Regions from separate parts of the Mustela erminea genome. Here region 1 is linked to region 2. A link is a contact called in public Hi-C data. All regions are on one chromosome and are shown on one strand. The core of a region is the stretch at or near the end of the contact, and the rest is flanking DNA. Distances in the headings are between cores, read along the strand shown.

What was found. Hi-C and Micro-C count contacts between places; a contact is called where the count stands out from the background.
Region 1: a Hi-C map of skeletal muscle shows a contact between it and region 2, with 9 times the contacts expected there. The contact joins the promoter of KANSL1L here to the promoter of RPE in region 2. A contact is called at or near these places in 2 of 3 Hi-C or Micro-C datasets (skeletal muscle and spleen).

The regions. Positions count from the first base shown.
Region 1 is chr8:20,747,257-20,749,956 of mMusErm1.Pri, forward strand. It overlaps KANSL1L (KAT8 regulatory NSL complex subunit 1-like protein), which reads right to left and starts at 1,368. Exons shown (of 16, transcript XM_032354662.1): 1 at 1,163-1,368.
Region 2 is chr8:20,592,607-20,595,306 of mMusErm1.Pri, forward strand. It overlaps RPE (ribulose-phosphate 3-epimerase), which reads left to right and starts at 1,252. Exons shown (of 6, transcript XM_032354664.1): 1 at 1,252-1,489. The coding sequence starts at 1,368.

The DNA of each region.
Region 1 (2,700 bases), core at 118-2,617, 150 kb after region 2:
AGAGTGAATTATTTTTTAAAGCCACTTTCTCCGAGCCAAAAACACTGTCAGTTTTGTCTGCAGTACTGGTAAACCGACCACCAAGGTTTCGTTGGTAACAAAACTGCCCCATCCTGTATTTTTAAAACATTCCTACAGAACCAAACTCAGCGCGAAGTGAAGCCAACGAAGACGAAAGAAGTTACGGTTTTTAAATCTCACCAGCTGACTAGAGTTTGGGGAATCAAAAAGGAATGTGCTTCCCTCAGTTTAAAAAAAAAAAAAACACTTCAATCTCCACCACCCGCAGCCCCCCGCGGCGGCTCACAGCTGATCCGAGGGAAAGGGTGGAGTGGATGTGCGCCGCAGAGCCGGCGGGGAACCAACCAAAAACGAATCCTTTTCAACGTGAAAGACAAGAAGGTCCATCCCAGTGTCTCCCTCCCTGGATGCAAAGCTAACCGCTTCCTTTCTTTAATGACCAGAGAACAGCCTTCTCTTTCTTGCTACTCCTCACCACATAGCCTCAAATTTTCCTGCAGCGTCGGCCCCTTCAGAACACCAAGAAGAGACACAAACTTGGAAACACCACTGCTTATTAATTCTCTAACTCCTCTCCACCCCCATCTAATTCTGGAACACCAAAACAACGCTGCCTGAAATAAAGTATAAAATAAAGAAAACAAGGGTCGCATCCCACACAGACGCCTCCGCTTCAGAGCTTGCCCAAAACAGCAGACACCACAACCGCGCCCGAGGAGGTGCGGCCGCTAAAACAAGGGGCGGGCCCAGCAGACCACGTGTTCTGCCGTCTGCGCACGCGCCAGCCAAAACAAAAGGGAGGCCTGCCAAGCCCCTCCCCTGACTCCACGTGACCACTCCTAGGTCCGCCCCCACCCCTCCCTCCACTCCTCCTCTCCCCTCCCCTCAGCTTCTGCCAAGGCTGTTAGGTTTAGCCGTTTAAATTTGGCTGCCGTCCGACCCCTGCCCTAGAGCGCGATCCGGTGCCGGGACCCAGAGTCCAACAGCCCATAGGATTCGGGGGGCGAAGGGGCTGCCGTTCGGCTGCCTGGCCCGCAAGTCCACCCGGCGGTCTTTTCCGCTCTCCCCTCCCCGCCCGCCGCCGTCCCCGGCAGAGGAGACCCACCCCCCTCAGCCCGCCGCTGAGACGCCGGCCACTCGCCTGCTGGGGCGCCCTGGCTCCCCTCCGCCGCCGCACCTTCGGTCCGGCCGTGGTGGGGGCTGCTGAGGTGATCTCTAGCTGCCCGCCCGCCTCCCCCCACCCGGGGCGCCGCTGACTCGTCTCCAGAGCGCGCCCCGCTCCCGCCCCGGCCGCCGCCGCGGTTTAACAGTCCGCCCGCTGCCCGCAGCTCCGGGCGGCTCGGGGACGGAACCCTGCCGTGGTGGAGGGGCAGTGGGCGGGGCGCAACGCCAGCCAATGGCAGCGGGGGAGGGGAAGCGCCATGCAAATGAGTGCGGGTGGCGGGGAAACCCCGGCAGGGGGCGGGGCCTGCAGCGGCGGCTGAGAGCGTTCTGGAAGTGGCTGGAGCACGACGCCCGAACCCTGGTGCAGAGGCGCGGCGGCTCCTTGGGGGGTGGGTTCTTGGTCGTTCTCGCTTCCTCCTTACCTCTTCCCTTGCGAGCGGGAGGCGCGCGCACGGGCGCGCGTACACACACGCACACACACCACCCCCCCAAAAATCACGGGGGCGCGTACACACACACACACCACCACCACCACCCACCCACCCCAAAAATACGGGCGGGTGACTTCCCGCCCTTGCTTTGCTATTTCTGTGCTACCGTGACAGGGAAAGCAAAGAGGGGAAAGTCGGGCTGCATTAAGCCCTACCGCCCGCGCTCGGGCTGCGCGGGCTCCTGGTGTCCAGTCCCTCCCTCCGGCTCGAGGGGCAAGTTTTAACAAAGCTTTGTCACAGTTGCCAAATCTGTACTTCTCTGTGGGCTTGCTTGTATGTGTGCTCCGCGCTCAAATCCAAAGCCATAATTCTGTACGACACCCCCCAGAGGATCTAAAGTAGGGTGACAAATCTGCTTTGGATCCGGCTGGGTCGTTTTATGGTAAAAATCAGGAGCCGCCTGCTCAAGCATTTTAAAATCTGTGCAAAGCTGGTTTGAGTGGCGTTGGAGTTAACTCTCTTCTGCAGTAGCGCAGTCAAATAAATAAACGGGGTTTTGTGCGAAGATAGTTGGCCAGGGACACATAAAAACATTTCTGAGAGTCTCGCACCTGGCTCCACTCACCACTAAACTACTCCCGGCCATTTCCCCAGCCACACTCTCTCTCTCTTTCTCTCTCTCTCTCTCTCTCTCTTTTAAATAAACTGAGCACTAAATATAGCTCTTTAGATGATGTACTACAGCCTTTCTTAAGCACCTACTTTACACATGAAATGATTTAGGGAATAAAGCGCGCTCGAATTTTAGATCCAAAAAGACAATTGCCATTATTTCAACCTTATTAATTGAAGGACATCGGATGGTCGGAGTAGGCAGGGGGGAATCCTAGGAACTGGAGTTATAACAAACCATAAGGCATGACACGGATTACTGATTAGAAAATAACCGCCTGTTCCTGGTTTTTCTAGTGCATTGGGACATACTGCAATAACTTTATGACAGGCTGCATTTATAGCAGAGAATACTTTTTGAAGATTGCTCAGAACAATAATTGCACCTTCCTATGGAGTAAGGGAAGTTTCA
Region 2 (2,700 bases), core at 2-2,501:
ACTGGTTGCCCTCTGAATGTGGCCAGAACCACCATGGAAGCCAAGTTACCATCAGCTGCCTTTTGCATAGAGTAGAAGTGCCCATTCCCTATAATCTAAGCTATGCTCTTGCTAAATCTCCCCCCCCCCACCCCCCAAGTGGTTTAATTTCGTCTGGTCCTGACACAATGACCTTGACACATTTATCAGAGAAACAGACACTCTTATCCTCTTCCAGATTGTGTCTGGATAGTAAATAAATATTACAATTTGTCACCGAATTACTGAGAGGGAAAAACTAGGTAAGGATGAGGGCTGGAAGCCCAGAAGAATAGTAATAATAACCACCACATTTTGTACTGAGCCCGATATCATAAACTGGCTGCCTTACCTGGATTCACTTATCTAACCCTTGTAACAACCCTAAAGACTGGGAGGATCCTAACAGATGAGAATTAGGAGACAGGGGGGAGTGACTGCCAGGTTACCTAGTTAGCACTTGGAAGGGAGAGGACTCTGCCCTAAATCTGACTCCTTCCCCTCTTCAGAGGAGTTCAAGGGAACGGAGATGAGAAGAAAGGATTTTATTTATTAGAGACCATGAGCCATGAGGGAGAGAGCACAACCCTGTGGGGGATGGGGAGGCCGAGGGAGAAGCAGACCTCCAGCTGAGCAGGGAGCTCAAACTCTGGGCTGGAACCTGGGATCAGGACCTTAGCAAGGCAGATGCTTAACCTACTGAGCCACCCAGGCGCCCCTTTGTTATGCGTTTTTTTTTTTTTTTAAAGATTTTATCCATTTGACAGAGATCACAAGTAGGAAGAGAGGGAGAGAGAGAGAGAGAGAGAGAGAGAAGGAGGAAGCAGGCTCAGGAGAGAGCCGGATGCGGGACTGGATCCCACGCCCCTGAGATCATGACCTGAGCTGAAGGCAGAGCTTAACCCACTGAGCCACCCAGGCAGCCCCCTTTGTTGTGTTTTTTAAAGGCAAGCTCAAGAGCTGGAGAGGAGAGGAAAGTGCAGATGCAAACTATAGGGAAGCAAAAAGTGAAGTGAGAACAAGAGCCGGGGAAAGGGAACTGCAGAGGATGTAAATCAAAAAATCTACAAACTCCTCAAATTCTGTGAGGACTGGGAAATCTAAAACGCTTATATTGCCAGAAGGAAGGTCAAAGAAAAGAACAGGCCTGCAGGCGAGGCCCCGCCCCCAACCCCCTGGGCGGACAGCCCCGACCCCCGGGGAGGCGGGACTTCCTCCCCGCGGGCAGCTGCTTCCGGTGGAGTCCGGAAGACTCTACCGGGAAGGGGCTAAAACTGCGCAGCCAATCGGGGTAACACTTTCGTCTTACCGGGAGACTCGTGGGTAACTTGCTCTGGGGAATCAGCACCATGGCGTCTGGCTGCAAGATTGGCCCGTCCATCCTTAACAGCGATTTGGCCAATTTGGGGGCCGAGTGTCTCCGGATGCTGGACTCTGGGGCCGATTATTTGCACCTGGATGTAATGGACGGGTAACTCCGCGGGGCTCGGGTCAGGGTTGCCGCGCGGGGCGGGCTCGGCGCACCTTTATTGAGTGCCTGTTGGGTGCACGGCTTCCCTGTACCGCGGAGCGCGTCCCTCGAAACGCGGTACTGAAAAAGGGACTGGGGTGAGAGTCCTGAAGGCCCTTCCTGGAGCGGACCCGAGGCGGAATCCTGGGCTGCGACAGCGTCCCAAACCTCCACCTTTTCCCCTCCCCCCACGTAACGTGTGGTCTCCCAGCCCTTGGGAGCGGGTCGCAGTCGTAAACCTCCAGGACACGTCTCTCATTTTCAGTTAGAGAAACTGAGGCCCAAGGGGATAGGCATGACTTGCCCAAGCTCATATAGCTAGTTAGTGGCAAAGCTGGGGAGACAGGTTTGGGTAACGACCAAGAGCTCGGCGCCTGTAGTGAGGTGGCCCGATTGCCCGAGTTCTGCCATGGGATGGATCCCCTGGGACAAGCCACTTAACCTCATTGAGCTTCAGTTTCATTCTGTGAGAAATGGGGGTGATGATAGAACGTACCGCTTAGGCAGCTTTGGAAGATGAAATGAGCTAACACGTAAAGCACACAGTGCCTGGCCTACAGTAAATCCTCTGTAATTATTAGTTGTTGTATCATTGTTCGAATTTTGATGTTCCTGTTTATTTTCTCTTCAGGCACCCTGCTCTTCAGGGAGGTCAGTTTTTTGTAAGTAATTTTTAAGCGCTGTAGTTACAGCACCTAATACTGTTCAGAATCAGGATGATGCTAGTTTCTTGAAGTTGGCTGTAAAATGTGGAAATGAACCTAGAGAAAACAGTAGGACTCTCTCAGGATTACACAACATTGTGACAGAGTTGCAAATTGTGTTTTCTTGGGCTCGCCAAGTAGTTTTTTTGAGCCCGGCTGATAACTAGCCTGATAACAGCCATTACCTTGGCTTGGGGCAGAAAAATAAATTTATTTTAAATAGGTGAAACTCCTCCTGTGTGATCACATGCAAATTTGGAAATTTGTGTTATTTACAAAAGACGATCAGTGACTTCCTTTTCTTTTTAATGTCACTCCTGTTACAAGAGTTTTGTCTTCCTTTGTTCTATCTGGTTAAATCTGTTGTTTCCCTTTTGCATCTCATTCAGTTATCAGTATCCCAGCTGGTAATGGCGAAATCTTGGTCTTAGAACACCAAGAATTCTAGGCTGAGTGTGTGAGATTAGT